Linked DNA regions of Mus musculus: region 1 is linked to region 2. A link is a contact called in public HiChIP or PLAC-seq data. All regions are on one chromosome and are shown on one strand. Each heading gives the region's core, a stretch centred on a gene start, on an enhancer-like site or on the middle of the called end of the contact. The rest is flanking DNA. Distances are from core to core; before and after follow the strand shown. Region 1 has its middle 53 kb from the start of Samsn1. Region 2 holds the start of Samsn1 (SAM domain, SH3 domain and nuclear localization signals, 1).

Evidence for each region. HiChIP or PLAC-seq counts read pairs in DNA pulled down with a chosen protein or histone mark.
Region 1: a contact with region 2 is called in a BATF HiChIP or PLAC-seq map of CD8 T cells, with 24 read pairs. The contact joins the enhancer-like site here to the promoter of Samsn1 in region 2. A contact is called at or near these places in 1 of 39 promoter capture datasets (macrophages), 1 of 15 datasets of contacts at CTCF or cohesin (CD8 T cells), 18 of 484 Hi-C or Micro-C datasets (the Ba/F3 cell line, CD4 T cells, CD8 T cells and 11 more), 7 of 115 datasets of contacts at active chromatin or transcription factors (CD8 T cells, the HPC-7 cell line, bone marrow-derived macrophages and 4 more) and 2 of 9 other capture datasets (adipose tissue and liver).

The regions. Positions count from the first base shown.
Region 1 is chr16:75,853,323-75,858,296 of GRCm38.p6, reverse strand. No RefSeq gene overlaps it. Among named protein-coding and RNA genes, the nearest start is that of Samsn1, 53 kb to the left of the region's middle. Within about 2 kb of position 2,401, at least 95 of the 459 cell types and tissues checked have an H3K27ac peak or open chromatin away from gene starts, as enhancers often do. A contact at or near this core is called in the Ba/F3 cell line, CD8 T cells, the HPC-7 cell line and 12 more, where this site is marked.
Region 2 is chr16:75,907,002-75,911,916 of GRCm38.p6, reverse strand. It overlaps Samsn1 (SAM domain, SH3 domain and nuclear localization signals, 1), which reads left to right and starts at 2,651. Exons shown (of 8, transcript NM_023380.2): 1 at 2,651-2,787. The coding sequence starts at 2,731.

The sequences.
Region 1 (4,974 bases), core at 1,152-3,651, 53 kb after region 2:
TCATTCCGCTTGCTTGAAGGATTTGATGGCCTCTCGTTAATTTTAGCACAACATGTAAATGTACATAAGTTCGTTGCCAAGTACTTTTAACCTTTCTTGTGAGTCCTCTCTCTCACCCCGCTTTTCAATGCACAATCTGACCATACCAATCTACTAACAGGCTTCCAAATTCACTGTTCTCTCCATGAATTTCCATGTGCCAGCTATTTTTCCATTGTTTACCCTGACATTTTGTTTCACCTGACTCGTCCCTCTACTCTGTCCCGAAACTACCATAAAAGAGTTGCCTGGTGTGTGAAAGTTTTGTGAACCCCCCTCTGTATTTTCCTCTGAGTGTTTTCACGTCTCTTTCTATATTGCTGGCTGCAGAAATTCTCTATTTATTTACATAGAAGCTCATTTTACACGAGACTGTGATTGCCTCATGACAGAATTTATTTGCCTAGGCTTTAAATACCCAGTATGGAGCCAAACCTATTACAGAAGGAACATTTAGAAAATAGGTGCTAGGGTATATTGAGCATGGCAATTATTTTCCATATACAACTGGAATATTGTTTTTTATATCAGTTAGTAAGTCACTCATAACTACTTATAGGTGAATGCCTCCAAGTCACCTAAAAGTTTTTAAAGAAAATGTGGAGTTGGAGAGATGGCTCAGTGCTTAAGAGTGCTTGCTCCTCAATCATGAGATACGAGATTGGATCAGGGCAACCAAGCGGGGTGGCTCACAAACATTTGTAAATCCAACTCCAAGGGAGCAGGTGCTCTAGAGATTCCGGCCTTCATGAATATCCTCCCACATACAGACACACACACACAGACACACACACACAAACAGACACACACACACACAGACACATACATACATACATACATACACACACATCTTTAAAAATGAAATAAATAACAGGTAATAAAACTCAGGCAAGGTAAAATATTCTGAATGCTGAGAACAACCCAATAGTTTTAGTCTCCGGCATCTTTAACACACCTAATCTCACCAACATCCCCACATCAAGTGTGTTGCATGTGCATCTCTTTCCTTCCCAGCAAACCCGGTGTTTTCCTGACTGTGGTGACCACTGTTAGCAGACTAGTCTAGAAACTGTTCTTGGACACAGCACAGGCACTAATGTCATTAATTTTTAAACTGCCCTACCCCTACTCTCTCATGTTGTTTAAAAGAACGTAACTTTTTTATGGCAAGGCGAGGAAATTCTAGATTGGAAAGTAACTACAGAATAACAAAACAATGCCAGTCTATTCCTAATGAGTAAAACTTTTTCCCAATTTCTATCCCTTGAAAATGAAAGTTTCATGCCAGTTGAGGATTTAGGGATATTCTAAAGAGGCTTTGGGGAGATACAAGCAAAGAAAGTCTGAGTTCTTACAAAAGGGAGAAAAGAGAAAAGTTAAAAACAAAACAAAACAAAACAAAAACAAAATAAACAAACAAAACTGAAGAAGTGTTAAGTAGCCAGGAGAAAGAGCTGATGAGGACACACCTACAGGAGTGAGTCTGGCATCAGTGTGATCAGTGCCAAAGAGGTCAAATCAGAAGAAAGAGATCAGGTTCTCACCCACTGCCCATACACAGAGCACTGACTGGAGCAACGCAGAAAAGCAAGAAAGACCTTATGCAAAACTCTATGTCCTGCTGCCTTTTCTAGAAGAAAGTCTGGGCTCTTTAAGAGCAGATGAGAAGAGTCAGAAAGCCATGAAGTTAATATTTACAGGATATTCTTATTGGTTCTGAAGGTTCAAACCTGGCAAGTTGCCCAATCACATTCATTACTTAAACTGGTTCAATAAAGGTCTTTTGGACCAAAGAATGTGCATCAGGAAGACAGCAGAATCTAGCTGTTTGAGCTAGTAGTTCCCAGGTAGCTTTATACAGCTGTAAACCCTCTCTAGTATGCAGCGATTAACTTATCCCAGAGGTTTCTGATATTAGCAAATTTAGCTCTGACAGTAGAGAAGGCTAGAGAAAATTTATTCCCATTAAATAAATAAAATGTTCTAATATAACAGCAATATTCAGTCCTTGGGGCTAAATCCTACAGCATGTATATATACGGCAAGAACTGTATCACTCCTGCCCCTCTGTCTCTCTCTGCCTCTCTGCCTCTCTATCTCTCGATGTCTCTCTCTCTGTCTCTCTCTGTCTCTCTCTCTCTCTCTCTCTCTCTCTCTCTCTCTCTGTGTGTGTGTGTGTGTGTGTGTCTTTCTCTCACTGTTTCTGTCTCTTCTTGTCTGTCTGTCTGTCTACATAAGGTTCAGAATGGCCTTATTCTTTGTGATCCCCCTGCCCCTGCCTCCTGAGTTACTAGAATTACAGGCCTGCCCCATCAGATCAAGTTCAGGTTTTTTACTTTGTTTGTTTTTTGATAAATACAAAATTCAGACCATTTCGGTTCTGGTTTTCCATCAACTCTATAACTGATATGTATGAACCTGAACAGTATCTTTAACTAAAGTGTGTTATTAGTGACTTTTTATTTTTTTTAATCAGATTGCTAAGAGAGATCGACGGAAAGAAAACTAAAAAGAGTGCTCAGTAGCTGACTATTAGGTTTCAGTCATGTTCCATTGCACTGAGGTTATAGCTACGTGTTTTGCAACTTCCTGAGTGTGGCAAAATGATGACATTTAATGTTGAGAAATTTCCGCTGTAAGCGTTAGGTTCTGAGAACAATATATGATGACATTTTAGATAACCCCTCCTCTTACGCAGCACTGCTCTATACTGCCACCAAAAGCGCTCCTATCTAAGTAGCATTGAGGCTTCCAATACTCTTGATAGAGGGAGTGGCCCTACTAAATTTATGAAAAGTTTCAGAGATTAGTCAATAAAACCTAGCTAGAGGTTTACTTTGATAGGTGTTTGAGCTGTGGGAAATCAAATAGAACTAACCCTAATTTTGTTCAACCTCCATGTAACTGCGGAATTCCTCTGCACACTCTTTGTGTATGTATGCCTATAAACTAAAGGTTATGGAGTTGAGTCATCTGCTTTCAAGAACTGTGTGACAATATTCAAGCATTTATCACAAAAAGGTGATCTTTTTAAATCTAAAAGTGGTATAAATTATAGGATGTATATATGAAGTACTCAATACAATCCAGGTAGTATTTGTATGAAAGCCACTACAATTTTTATATATACAACTTCATTTCCCCCCACTAAGTTCTAGTCGAAAGATAGAAGCAGTAATCACTGTATAATCATACAGGTATTTACTCATAGTATCTTGAAATTTTTCATACATAAATGGCCTGAGATCTAAAGAACAATTTTGCTGTCCAGAAGCAATGAAAGAGAGTCAGCTCATAGAGAACTCAGCTCATAAGTTTTACCTGACACATTATTTCATTGTTTGCACCTGATCAGTTCAGAAAGACACAATACTGCACTCAGCCTTGGTTCAACACTCTTGGACATGAAAGGAATAATTTTAAGAATGAATTATTAAATATATAAATTATTATTTATTTTAATGAATGAAAAATTAAAATTGGGATTGTTAGTGTCATGGGCCTTGGTTTCTCACAAATGACAGAGCCTCAATTGATTGAGCAATGGGCAACAGAGAATCCCTTAAGAAGGCACTGTTAATGTGAGTATTTGCATATATATGGAGCCTGTGCACATTGGGGCATAAGATTCCATGGGCTATCAAAATGCTAACATGTTACAAAGAATGTATATGGGCTTTCCATTACCCCACTTCCACATCTGCATCATGAAAACTTCTCATGTGTCCATTTGCAACACTTAGTTTTGTTCTGTGTTATATTTTACAAATGTAAAAACTATAAAGGAATGAAAGCTGGGTTTAGCAGATTCTGTGATATCTTGGACCTTCTGGGATCCCATGTATGCCCAAGAGCAGAACACTGTTTCTTCATAGGGCAGGAGTGGAATAGTGATGCACATGGCTAAGGATCATTTTCTCTTTTAAGTTTTTGGGCACCAGGCCAATAAAATGGGCAGGAACCCTACGCAGCATTTGCAGAGGAAGATGGGGGTGAAAACCACTTCTGGCATACTTTGTCCATATAAATTATACTTGTTTGCAATTCATCAAGTCGTTCGCTCTCTTATATCCATATGTAATGTAAAAGGATCATCTTTCTCTGAAGCTCAATAATGATGCACAACTCAAAATGTGATAGAATCAGCTAAAAGAAAGCAGATGGAAGGCTTTTCCCCGATATGCATATTCATAACAATATAGAGAACTCAACAAAAGGAGATGCACAGAGCTCATGCCCGAAGGCTACACGGACTCATGCACAGTAGTAACTTTGTTTTCTGCAACTGTTCTTCAAACCTTTACTCATTTCTTCTCGAAGCATTCACTGAAAATGCCCTGGGGGGGGGGGGAATCTGCCTCTCTTTACAGAAACAAACATCGTTCCCTTTGAATTTTTATTGTGCGTTAGAATCCAAGATTCAGGAAGTAATGCTTAAGTATTTTACTAGAGACAATAATTAGAAGGCAAACCACATATCAAAGTGAAGTCATAAGGGATGCTTTAGAGATATAAACCACAGCCATGTCAATCACACTATTATGCCACTCCCTCTTCCCCCAAAATCCCCACTTGTAGCAGAATGATAGCGAACTGTCTGGATTATGTTTCTCTATGGATTTTTTAAAATGTGTGATAAATTAGAGATAAAGGCAGTTCATTCAGTGGACCCAGGATGAGGCAATGGTGCTTAAAATGTTGTTAAGACAGTTTAAAACAAAAGTCTAAAAGAAAACCACTCAAATAGTAGCTGGCGCTATAGCAGAGGAAGTGACATTTGTGCCACAACAGATGCTTCTGTCTCCTGTGTCTCTTTCCCATTCACTTCATGCAGGACTCTTAATCTTGGGAGAGAGTTTGGTGAAGCATGATGCCCAGAGAACCTAATGAAATATGTTCTAGAATTTTAAATGTCTGCAATGTGGGTGTGACCCA
Region 2 (4,915 bases), core at 1,402-3,901:
AAAATATTAATTTTATTTACAATTTGAATCCACCTTATGGTATTAAAACTGGTCAAATGCTTAGATATACAAACAGATGTTTATATGTAATTCTTAAGTATAATATTGTTTACTATAAAAATCATCTAATTTATACTCTGATAATTTCATATGTGCATACACTTAATCTTTATTTACATATACACCTGAGTCCCCTTGTTATTTCATCTGAGATCCTGAACCCCTCCCTACTCCTTGTCCTTTCATCCTTCGTAGTGTAGTAGGTCTTCTCTAGGGTCCATGACATGTCCAGCCACAGGCCCTTGGCTACGTTTACAGCACCATGCAAGGATTTCCTGTTGCCTGGGCCATAAAACCCATGAGAGAGCTGTTTGTCATCCCCAAGAGAGTCATGCTCCGATTGTTCCACTGGGCATATTTTTCTAAGCAACTAGTTCTTAGCAGTTTGCATAAATGTCTTCTGACACCATGGGAGCTACTTCTCAGACGAGCTTTCCTGATCAGTTCCTGCTTAATTCATCTAAGCCCTATGTCTGGAGTGTGTACTATCTTCATCACCATATATCATGCTCACATCTGGGAGGTAACCAAGGACAATGACAATAGAATGCATTGTTTTGTTTGACTCTTGGAGTTGCTCTCACCACCAATTAAGAACTAGAAGTGTGTTTCCAGTGACTGGCATGGAGGTTTAAGTTAGGGGTTTACGGCAATTTGGAAGAGCGTTAATATCAAATGTTGCATAACTGCATTTCAGCTGAACACACACACAAAATGTTAGTACCAGCAATTTGAATATTCACTGTTTTAGTTGTCATTATAAAAATGTAAACTATAAAAAATTCTCCAAATATAACTTTGATATTTAATATTCATTCATTATCTACAGATAATTTTTGGTGTAAACTATTCTGAAGTGATGGTGCATAAGGGCGGCCCATATTGGCATTAGCTTTGATTCTCAGTGAAACGATCATTTAGGAACTATCACCATTATCCTCCTCACTGAACTGATCAAATTCCACTCCTGAATTAAACTCCCATCCGTTTCACAAAGAGATGGAAGAGTACAAGGAGCACTGATGTCTCAGATAAGAAAATATCTTTTCATGGCTCTTAATTTCTTAGGCGACGGAATAGTTTATTCCCTTGGGTTAACTGAGAACCACCCAGAAAATTTACAGAAAGTCACACTGCTAGGGAATTACCGAGCCTTAGGTTTTCAGGTTGTCTGGTGTTATTCCCCTGTCATTGTTCTGAAAATACTAACCTCTTACTTCTCAAAATTACCCTCCTGCCACTGCAGCTGTTTATTAACTCCAATCCTCTTAAGTGGTTTACCCAATTCTATTGTAGTGCATAAAATACCATTTTGTTCTTGCTAGTTAAGAGGTTTATTGCATAGAAATTGAGTACCCACTACGTTCAATAGCACAGAGTGGGTATTCAATTTAGTATTTAAGCGAATTAGTGAATTTCAGCTGGGACTCCAGGACGAAGGCAGAGAGGTGGGAGGGACAACTGAGAAAAGAGGGCCAGAGCATGATTCTTAGAGAAGCACTTCCTAAAAATATGGTGCTACTGTTTTTAATCTGAGGAGTTTATGAGCAGAAAGTACAAGTTTTCTTGAAGCAGGCCATTTAACCAGAGCCTGCATTTGAAACAATCTGCACAAGCTCATCTGATAAGGGCTTCATTTTTCAAGGAAGTCTGAGCAACCTTCTCTTTTATCTGGATCTCTGGATCTGGCTTTCAGCAAAACCTTTAAGACATATTGGGGCTATTCCAGGCCCACTTAGTAGACACTGGATGCCTTGTCTGGAGAGAGGACTGAGCAGTCGGTAGCATCACCCACCAACCAGGCATTACCAGGGTACAGAGTACGTATACTATGTAGCAGGAAGTGGTTCTTTTATTAATCAGGGGGTTTTAACAATGATATGCTTGCTTTTTCAATGTCACCAATGCCCACTCATCAATATCTGGAGCTAGAATCCTATTACAGTTAGGTACTTTTAATCTATACCCTATTACGGTAGCTTTAGGGAGGATTAATATTATTTAACTTCAAATTGATCGTCATGTAGAAATATACAATTATGTATTGAGAAAGATACAGACATATGTCACATTTAAAAAGTGGGCAATGAAATTGAAAGGTAGGTTCCCTGGAAAATTTGGAAGGAGAAAAATGAAAAGGTGGAAATGATGTAAGTGTATTATATAACCTCAAATAATAAAATATTATAAAAATATAAAATGGAATTCTTTAAATAGTCTCAAACTTTTAAAAATCCACAATATTCTGTTTGATTTCATTTAAAAGGTTCAGATATTTTCCTCTTGTGCCATCTTTTTTAATGTGTTAAATTCTTTTACATAAACTGAGAAAATAAGTTTTGTTTTCCAAACCATTACACCCTTAGTAATTACCGTAGCCATGTCAAAGGTGTGAGCTAAGAATTATATCATAGAATACAGCACCGAGAATACAGTACAGAGTTACCAAATAATTACGGTAAGGAAGGAAAGGAAAAAAAAAAAAAAAAAAAAAAGAAACCTTCAACCAAGCAGACACTGAAGTCACATCCTGACCAGAGGAGGAAGTGTCACATCAGACACTTCCTCAGTGCTATCAGATGCTGGGTATCACGGAGAGCACCCGTGCCTGCTCTCAGTTGTCTCTGTAACAGCAGCAACTGTGCTCACTAGAGGTGGCCAGAATTCAAAATGCTAAAGAGGAAGCCATCCAATGCCTCAGACAAGGAGAAACACCAAAAACCGAAGGTAAGTTTATTTTCTTACAGAGTAAAACTAACCAAATACTGTACTAGAAAGCAACACTTACTTGCAAATGTATAACACAGACACACCAGACACACACACACACACACACACACACACACACACATACCATTTACACATACGCACATATACGTGTATACACACACATACACAAACTCATTCAAGCACACAACACATTCAAACAAACCACACAGTGACATACATCTCTCTCTCTCTCTCTCTCTCTCTCTCTCTCTCTCTCTCACACACACACACACACACACACACACACACACACACACACACACAAGCATACATGCACACTCACAGCCTACATCATCACCCTACTACTTACATGACATTTTATCTGTCACTTCTAAATTAATTTAAGTAGAGGACTAAGTGCATCAAAATACATATGGAAGAATTTGCATACTGATGAGCAATTATGGTCTTCACAATTGTGTATTAGATTCAACCCTTTATGTTGTTAGCTAAGATTGGGTTAGGATAATTTTATGGAACTCTGTTTGGTGGCCTCCACTTAACCATTAATATCATGAATTCTCTGCCTATTTTTCATTCCTTGGTTGTTCAATATCTTACCAGTGTTCTGAAGGAATTATTTTATCTGTTAAATTGTAGATATTTAAAATACATAACAGTAAGAAGACTAAAATGGAGAAATTTTAGGTTAGTTTTTTAAAATTCTTTTTGTAATTTGAATGTTCAGCTATGATATCTTGTAGTAGACATGCATTTTCACATTGTCATTAGAGAGAATTGTGCCCTATTTTGAGAAGACACAAAATTTATAAATTAGTAAATTTGATAAGCCAGTCTTATGTAGTATGTTCTTTTATTCTTTCTCTTGATAACAATTGGCATTAAAAATAATATAGGAAAAGCCAAGTTTACATTCTTATAGAACTTTAAACGTCATTTACTAGTAACATTAATTTCTTTAGTATGAAGTTGTGATGTCAGAAAATTTCTGTCCTGTTTATACATTCCTAACGTTTCTCAAATAAATTCAATCTTTTTGTTGGTGAGATAAATACTAGTGGATTCTTTGTTTTTAAGGAGTTTACACTTTGTCATCAGCTTTTATTTCTCATTGGGAGAGAGACAGTTTGGGGACTGATTTTCCTTCTGAACTGAGTAGGCACAGGACAGTCTTCAACGGTTTAAAACCTTTGGCAAAAGATCTGAAGTAAACTGAGAATTCATTATTTCCAAGTACAGGAAACTAAAACTAGATGATTTTCAACATTATTGTTTCTAATGCAAAAAAAGTCAACAAAGGTTAAACAAGCATCTTAGAAACACATAGTACAAAAATATATTGCACTTTCTGTTTTTTCATTACTAAAATAAAAATTCACAGCAACACATCCCAAAATATCCAAGAAAGGTTTTTCAAAGAATCATTTTTTATTTCTTCATATGATTATATTTGTTGTGAGCTGAGCTCTATCTCAAGTCTCATATGATTGTTTTTTATGTAAAATAGCACTGATTAAATAAAAATATTCAGTTGATCATATTTTGGGAATATTACAAAAATTGATAAAAAGTGGCTTACCTCAAAATTTTTCAAAAATGACACTTGACTATTTCATAAGGACTGTATTGCACATTATATTGTCAGTATATCATTTCACTAAACTGTTTTCAAAATGATCTTTCATTATTGGCAATGGTCTTAATCACAGTAATTACTAGAGTAGATGTGAACTATTGGTCATCTTATTGATGTTTGCATATATAAAATAAAAACACACTCAATGCACCTGAGAAAAAAAATATATCACAAGAAATAGTCACACTGAAGACATATATGGATTTAATTTTTTTGCTGTGACACTAATAGCCCTCCAATTGCTATAATTATGTCTTAGAAACAATTCTTACAAATTCATAGTTTTCAATAGAAAACTTTTGCATATTTCATAAATAAAACATATAATCCATAGGACATGGTAAGAGCACATGATATTCTGATCCTTACACAGATGGCTATTTGAAGGGGTACAAGCTCCCCCACCTATAAGAAGGGAGTGTGACATCTGTCTAGAAAGACACAATAGGGCTAGCAAGCAACTGTCCTGAAATACAGGATGTAACTGTT